Linked DNA regions of Hordeum vulgare: region 1 is linked to region 2. The links are chromatin contacts, called in public Hi-C maps. All regions are on one chromosome and are shown on one strand. The core of a region is the stretch at or near the end of the contact, and the rest is flanking DNA. Distances in the headings are between cores, read along the strand shown. Region 1 holds the start of LOC123395686 (ubiquitin-conjugating enzyme E2 36-like). Region 2 holds the start of LOC123395473 (probable protein phosphatase 2C 67).

Region 1 (4,114 bases), core at 1,475-3,974, 260 kb before region 2:
TTGCTGCCGGTTTGCAGAACACCGGTTAGGGCAAGGGGAGATTGCTGGATCATCTTCATTTTGTACCTTGATGAGATATTTCCTTTTATCGAGGGCCGTGGGCCTTGCTTGTATCTTGCGGATGTAGCTGCTACATCTGCCCCTCTACCCAGTGAGGAATAATGGCATTTCGCAAGTATAATATAATATTTATAAATAAAGGCAAACGATGATAATTTCTAATCTGTTTGTTAGTCGTACTTGGAACACTTAACAATGTACTGGATTGGGCGTTTATACTGTTTCCAGTGTCTGAATATTATTAGAATGTCAATCAGTTAAATTTTGTGGTGCCTTCTAGCTTAAATCAGTGTATCCGAAGAAAGTTGTTGCGTCTGAGATTGCAGCTTTTATGCCTTCTGATTAGAACACATTTGAAATGGCAGCCTTTATGTTTGTAAGTGCGCTTTGCTAGATAGTTGAATGAGATGGATTGCAGAGGAAAAAGGAGATCTGGGCGAAGATAACCATGATGTTTTTTTTTAAGAGAAAAACCTCTTAGCACTTTATTGCGAAATCGACAGATACAATGCGTAACCAAAAACGTAGGCGGATCATCATCCCTGTAGGAAGTTGGTTGGTGGCTGGAGCTACCTGTTGGAAGTTGATTGATTAGATGTTGGATCCCTATGTCACGCCACCAAGATCGTATATTTTGTTTTTGTTAATGAAATCAATATACCCAAACATGGCCTAACATTCGGGCAAATTTAACAAATTTGATCCAGGAGCGAAAGTATTTCACAAACTGAACCACGTTTGAAAAATTTCCATCCAACTGACCCCTTTGTATGACGAAATTTTCATCCAACTGACCCCTTTGTATGACGACCAATAGTCAGGCGTCACACTACACTGTACGTCGTCTTTGCCTTAGGCGCCACACAGTATAGTGTGACGCCTATGCCTTAGGCGTCGCACAGTGTAGTGTGATGCCTAAAACAAAGGTGTCCCAGAAAAGGGTCAGCTAATGATTTTTTTTCGCAGACAATCCATTTTATGAATTAGTTTCATTTTTGGATCAAAATTTTGCATTCCTAACATTCGTTGGAATGCCAATGATTTTTATCCAAAAAAAATTTGCAGTAGGATTCAAAATGACCCACATTCCGTTTCTCCTGAACTATAATTGTTACGTACAACACATTTAGTAACTTCTATGCAGTGAGTATCCAAATGACCCACATTCCGTTTCTCCCTTTTGACCAGCTGCACTTTCTCGCACCGCTTCACATCATCGGCTCTAGCACACATACGATGGCACTATATGGTCCGTCCAAAGCATGGATGCATAAATGATGCACAATACACAGAAAAGAGGAGTATAGGGCATGTACAATGCATAGCCTCAGGGTGATGCCTCGTATGTCATGTAATATCAGATGTCAGAAAAATTGGTTCGGATGAAGAAGCGGGATCCTTTGCAGGAGGCGGGTGCTTGAAGAGAAAAAGCTGAAAAAATTAGAGTGAAAAGTAGAGATGCATATGTATTAAAGTCTTTATTTTTTATTTTTTGATGAGGCCCATTAGTGATAGCTTGCATTGAAAAGAAAATAAAATCAATATAGATGCCTCAAGTTACTTTTTATTATAGAACATATGTATCCATATGTCATCATTGTACCTGTCTTAAACCCAGTCTACAATTGGTCCTAACTTGATTTTTCAGGCTGAGCCATGAAAAAGCATCTTTCAAACATGGAGAAGCATGTTCTCTTCAAATTCAATTTCTATTATACTAATATTTAGCATAGCATCAAACATAATTTTATAAATTTGCTACATCAAGTCTAAAGTAAACAACATAATAAAACAAGTGTACTCAAACTTTTAATTTAGTATCCTCACCAAAAAAAAAACTCTTAACTTAGTACTATCAGCGTATAGAAAAATTAGTAAGGTTCGTTAATAAAAATAATATTATCAAATTTCCATGAGAAACATTCACAATCTAAAGTCATCGTTTTATATTCATATCAAGAACTAGAGTCAAAGTCACATCTTGAAGAATGTCTATATTTTGGATGAACCACTTTGCTGAACATCTACGAAAGAAGATGTACTGCATATCTTATCGTTTTTTCTAGCAATATTGGTTGTTTGAGTGTTGGTTGCAAGTGTCAAGATTTGACATCGTTAAAAATCATTTGCGAAAACATCAGCATCACTCCAAATTTAGGTAGCAAACCAGTTCCAAAAGAAAAAACCAGGCAGCAAATGAGAAACAATCTAAATCCTACTCCCTCCGTTCCTAAATATAAGTCTTTAAAGAAATTTCACTAAGGGTCTACATACGGAAGAAAATGAATGAATCTACACTGAAAACATGTCTATATACATCCGTATGTAGTCCTCTAATGAAACCTCTAGAAAGACTTATACTCCCTCTGTTCCTAAATATAAGACCTTTTAGAAATTGCACTATAAACTACATACGGATGTATGTAGACATATTTTAGAGTATACATTCACTCATTTTGCTCCGTATGTAGTCTTTTAGTGAAATCTCTAAATGTCTTATATTTTGGAATGGATGGAGTATTTAGGAACGGAGGGAGTATCTCTCTACAATAGCGTACCATGCAGTGTCACTGTCTTGTGGACCCGACCCCACATATCATCCGGAGCAGTACCCAAGTCCCAACCCCCTCCGCACTATAGTATAGCCTCATAAAACCCCCAAACAACAGGGACCAAACTGCACACCAGGAAGGATCATTGTTCGCTGACGCCGCTTCCTTTGGTACTTCCCCTTCCTCCTCCCCTCCCCTCCCCTCCGCCGCGATCGACCACGAAACCCTAGCCCTAGCCCCGCCATGGCCAATAGCAACCTCCCCCGCCGCATCATCAAGGTAAATAACCCTTCCGTGCGCTCCTGTTCCGTCCCCTCCCACTTTTCCCGCTCCTTTCCGTGCGATTTTCGTGATTTTCGGTGGGTGTTGCTTCCTGCAGGAGACGCAGCGGCTGCTCAGCGAGCCAGGTGAGATCTGTGATGCCTCTACTCAGAAGCAGATGCTGTTTTACGAGTTTGTTTTTGCCCTATTTTTGCTCCGAATCAGTTGTAGTAATCTCCAGTTAGCTTCAATAGATCCTCTAATCTCTTGTTTGTTTATCTCGGTTAATTAATACTAAAGCTTCAGTTATTTCTACTACCCTATGCATTCTGACTGTGAAGAGTCGGTCCCTACTTTAGCTGTTCCTTAAATATGTAAAGACAATCTTGGGATGGTCTGTTGAGGTTCCCGGGCACTGTTCTTGTTATGTTCTTGCAGCTCCTGGGATCAGCGCTTCACCATCGGAGGAGAACATGCGCTACTTCAATGTCATGATCCTTGGCCCAACGCAGTCGCCGTATGAAGGTGTCAAATATTCTCCTTCCGTTCTTCTGTTCTGTACTTTAGTTGCCTTTGGCATTAACTGCGGAGTTGGCAATGCAATGCTCTAATTGGCTGTCGAAATGGTAGACCAATTTTAGGACCCAATCAACTGTACTAAGAAAATTCATCGCAGTATGTGGATTCTTATAGTGATTTGTAGCTGTTGGACATGACTAAGGATAGCTCGAGCTTAATTTTCTTAGAGAAAAGTGATGCCATAATTAAGAAACAAAGAAGCCATATTTATTGTGTGTCACAATTAAGGGAAATGACATACAGTCTAACCTCGCTGTGCGCGCGCACACATGGTTTCACACACTTCATAGGAATTTCGGCGCAATGCAAGTAGCATTCTTTTGGTTAGTTATTGAACGTTCTTGTTTCTGCAAAATTCATGGAAGCATCATTTGTTTCCTGAAATATAAGCATCTGGAAAATGTGAGGGTTGTATCTTCTGCTGGTATCACATAGATAGCACCATTGTCCTGAGATGTATCGCTTTCCAACTCCTGACTCCTAAATAGGCTTGCAATTAAGTCACAATTTTTCCCCGTATCTGGAAATGCTTGAATGTCCTGGATGCTCCCTGTAATGCTAGTAGTATCTCAATTCTCAACACAAACTTCTGATATGGTTCATTTTGTCATGTGATGATTACTGCATCCTCTTTACCTCCATTATTGCATTCCTAGCTCCTT
Region 2 (4,360 bases), core at 967-3,466:
ACAAGCGTGTTCCTTTAATGTTTTTTAGCTAAGTATGATGATTTCAATGATGCTCGCACAAAAAGTAATAATTGAAACATGCAAAAGAGAATCATGAATCACATGACAAGAACATTTAAGTCTAACCCACTTCCTATGCATAGGGAGTTTAAAAGAAAACAATTTATTGTATCAAGAATCAACTTGCATAGGAAGGCAAAACAAGCATGACTTCAAAACTTTGAACACATAGAGAGGAAACTTGATATTATTGCAATGCCTACAAACATATGTTCCTCCCTCATAATAATTTTCAGTAGCACAATGAAGGAATTAAACAATATAACTATCACATACAACATTCTTTTCATGATACATAAGCATAGAATTTTCATTACTACCCACACAAGCAAACATATTATCATTCATAATAATGGTGGGCGCAAACTCAAGAAAACAACTGTCATGTGATACTTTATTGGCATAATCCAATTAAACATTAAAATCATGATGACAAGTTTCATGGTTATTATTACTCTTTATAGCATATATGTCATCATCATAATCATCATAGATAGCAACTTTGTTGTCATAATCAATTGAAACCGCTTCCAAGATAGTGAACTCATCACTAAATAAAGTCCAGACCTCTCCAAATCAAGTTTCATAATTATTCCAATGAGATTCAACACCCTCCAAAATAGTGGAATCATAGTACCTAGAGTTGACACTCTTCCAAACCCACTTTCATCAATATAATCATCACAAATAGAGACACGCTTTCATCATAATAAATTTGCTCATCAAAACTTGGGGCACATCTTTATAAAAACATAGCATCCCAAAGCTTGTGGCTTTGCATACCATTAGCATCATGGATATTTATAGAATTCATACTAACAAGATTGCTATCACACTCCTCATTCAATGATTTAATGCCAAACATTTTATTGAACTCTTCTTCTAACAAATTGGCACAATTTTCTGATCCATCATTTTCACGAAAGGCATTATAAAGACAAAGCATTTGAGGCCACCTGAATTCCATTTTTTTGTATTTTTATTTTATAAAATAAACTAATTATAAATAAGAAACTAAAAGACTCAATTGCAAGATCTAAAGATATACCTTCAAGCACTGACAAACGACGCTAGAAAAGAGCTTGATGTCTACTACACAATTTTATTCTTGTAGGTGTTGTTGAGCCTCCAAGCGTAGAGTTCTGTAGGCGACCCAAATTTTTCCTCAAATGGATGACCTAAGGTTTATCAATCCTTGGGAGATGTAGGATGAAGATGATCTCTCTCACACAATCCTGCAATCGAATACAAGAAATTTACTGTTTCCCAACACACTCAATACAATGGTAAATTATATAGGTGCACTAGTTCGACGAAGAGATAGTGATACGGGTGTAGTATGGATAGTAGAAATAGATTTTTACAACGTGAATAAATAAAAACAGCAAGATAATAAGTATTAAACATTGAAAAAACGTTATATAAATGTTTGGAAATAAGGTTCATACTTTTACTAGTGTAAACATATGATCATCCTTCAACGTGTGATAAATAATATTCATTGGGGAAACGCTTTCACCCGGCGCGCCGGTCGAATCGTTGGCCGGTCGCGCGCAGGCCGCGCGCCTAGCTGGCCAGGTGTATGCAACATTTTTTCATCAGATTTGCTGCAACCATGTGTGAATTTGATACAAACGTTTTTCATTTTTGCTACAATCTGTCCATTCAAAAAGCTACATCCACGTTTGGTTGCAACTTGAGTTCGTTGGATTTTTTGCTACAACCGGCATCATTTTTTGCTGCAACCGTTCACTAAAAAAGTTGCATACGTGTTCGTCAGAGTTGCAACCCGAGTTCACCGGATTGTTTTGCTACAACCTTTATTTTGTTTTGCTAGTACGCACCATCAACTTCGGTTTTTTTGCTACGATCATCTAAATATTTTTTTTGCTACAATTATATTTTTGTTGCAACTGTTGACTAAAATTGCTGCATCATGAACGCAATTTGTTGCATCGAAGAAAATTTGCTGCATGGATAGATCTAACAATGCGCTCTGCAGATCTGACGGTCGCGGACGTTCAATACTGACCTATTTTTTGTGCTTAGTTTATATCTTTTGAACTAAACAGTTGCTCCATTACTTTCATTATATCTTGTGAGTGGCCCATTTAAAGTTGGGCTACAATGGACCTTCTTCTACTAGCCCATAGTCCAGACGAGACGTGTGACCGCTTGTTATCGTCCCATCGATTCCCCACCGGCCAGACCCCCAGCTACCTCCGCCGCTCCTCGCCGGCGACATCGGCGAGCTTACGGACCCGCCCGTGGCCCCGAGATACAAGTTCCACCATTCCCGGAGGTCACCTGTCATCACCATCCGGGTTCTGGTTAGCTATACCCGTTTTGTTCTTGTTCTTACCGGCACTTGTTGGGGTTCCTCCACTGGCGACACCTCGAGATTTGCTGATATTTTGCGGTTGCCCATTCGATTCCAAAAGAAAAGTCTGCTATTGGTAGCTGCTTAGTAGATTTAGGTGCTCCTTTGATTCTAGGACCAGTCTCGTAGCCATAATGGGAAGCAAGGCTGTACACATCGCGAAATCACGTCATGTTAACGTGTGGTTACCCCATAGAACCAGTCGATATGTAGTCGCTTCATTGAAATCCCTAGGTTTCTGTGTTGTCTGAATCTAGTTAGGGCAATATGTTGTTTGATGTGGGTTGACCACCTAGTTACCAGTCCTTTTCTTTTTTGGGGAAAACAGGAATAAAATTATAGCTTTGACTTTGAGGGAACATCGATTATCATTTCCATACATCAATTTAGTTTATCTGTGTGAGCAGCCGCGATTCTAGGCAGGCTTCAACAGGCTGAAGCCTGCCCTCCGAAATTAAAATCCAGCCTATCCCAGCCCATCTCAGCCTAGTTCCAGCCCATCTTAGTCCAGTTTCAGCCCTTGTACTGAATTCGTCCTAGATTCGCCACTGTGTGTGAGCATGTATTGATGTTTCGCTGATATCTTTGTATAGGCATTTTATATATGCAGGGTTATTGCTCGTAAGTACTATGCTACTTATGAGATCCGTGACACAACTAAGTTGGTGGGCTGGTTCTTGTTTAGCTTGCCTCCTTGCTATAGTTTGCCTAAGCATATCTTTCTTCTGCTACTACACAGTTAGCGCCCTCCATTTTTTCCGTCAAACCTTTGTTTTTAGCTTCTAGGCAACATTTCCTGACATTTATGTGTTGTTCATCCAGTGGTGCCTTAAATTGGTGAAATCGATACACTATTGGAAGCTTTAGAGTTTAGTCTCATTATATCCATGACTCATCAAAAGCGTGAAGCCAGTTCCAGCAATGAAGATTGGGAATCAAAGCGCCCAAAAGGTGCTGCCACTTCTACTGAAAAGGATTGTCACGTGGAGACTGCTAGTTCTCAAGAAGCAAATGGCGAAAAGAGAGACACCTCTCAAAAGGGAAGCAACTTGCCGCTAGACCCATGCATCTCGGATGAGAAATCCACAACCATCTCGAAAGTTCCAAGTCAGCAAGAGATGATACTAACTAGTATTGAAGCCGATGCTGCAGAAGACAAGGGCTGCAGGCATACAATGGAGGATGCCTGGGTAGTGCTTCCTGATGCTAGCATGGGATCTCCTGGAAATTTGAGGTGCCCCTCTTTCTCTTCATATTAATTACTTGCATGCAATGTATGTAGCTAATGTAAGTAGCTTGATGCAGATGCGCACATTTCGCAATATATGATGGGCATGGTGGCCGCTTGGCTGCGGAGTATGCACAGAAGCACTTACACCCGCACGTTATTGCTGCAGGATTACCACGTGAGTTGGTCTGTTCACATTGTCTGCTTCTGTTCAATGTTTTCATTAATCATTAGTATGTTATGGTGTATTTGTTCTGTCTTCAGTTGCTCATACATAGGGGTGCAAGCAGCATCGTGCTTCGTCCCTCGAAACTCACCAATTAGTTCCTCATTTACTTAAAACTAACACTGCACTTGTACTATGGTATTGTCTGCTAGCCCGCCCCGCTTGCATCCCTACTCATATAGATGGGCCTTTTTTTACCGTTACCCCCTTTTTTTTTTTCATTTTTTAATGCTACACTCAGATGGTTTCTTTGCATCTTCCTTGGAATGGTGTTTCAGTAATACTTTTCCTGATGTTTTCTTCTGCTTCTTTGTCTATTTAACTACTGTCTCATCGGAGTTTTAGTAATTTCTATCCTCATTTTTTCTTCTTCTCCTTCTATGCCTACTCAACTGTTGTCTCCTAGGTATATTGTTTTAGGAAATTTTATCTTCATTTTATCTTCTGCTTCCATGCCTATTTAACT

What was found. Hi-C and Micro-C count contacts between places; a contact is called where the count stands out from the background.
Region 1: a Hi-C map of seedling shows a contact between it and region 2, with 4 times the contacts expected there. The contact joins the promoter of LOC123395686 here to the promoter of LOC123395473 in region 2. A contact is called at or near these places in 3 of 6 Hi-C or Micro-C datasets (leaf and seedling).

The regions. Positions count from the first base shown.
Region 1 is chr5H:387,358,282-387,362,395 of MorexV3_pseudomolecules_assembly, reverse strand. It overlaps LOC123395686 (ubiquitin-conjugating enzyme E2 36-like), which reads left to right and starts at 2,724. Exons shown (of 8, transcript XM_045090719.1): 1 at 2,724-2,891; 2 at 2,992-3,019; 3 at 3,312-3,398. The coding sequence starts at 2,856. LOC123399942 (phosphoenolpyruvate carboxylase 2) reads left to right here. Exons shown (of 10, transcript XM_045094332.1): 10 at 1-222. The coding sequence ends at 29.
Region 2 is chr5H:387,095,976-387,100,335 of MorexV3_pseudomolecules_assembly, reverse strand. LOC123395473 (probable protein phosphatase 2C 67) reads left to right here and starts at 2,216. Exons shown (of 11, transcript XM_045090479.1): 1 at 2,216-2,384; 2 at 3,263-3,674; 3 at 3,746-3,854. The coding sequence starts at 3,328.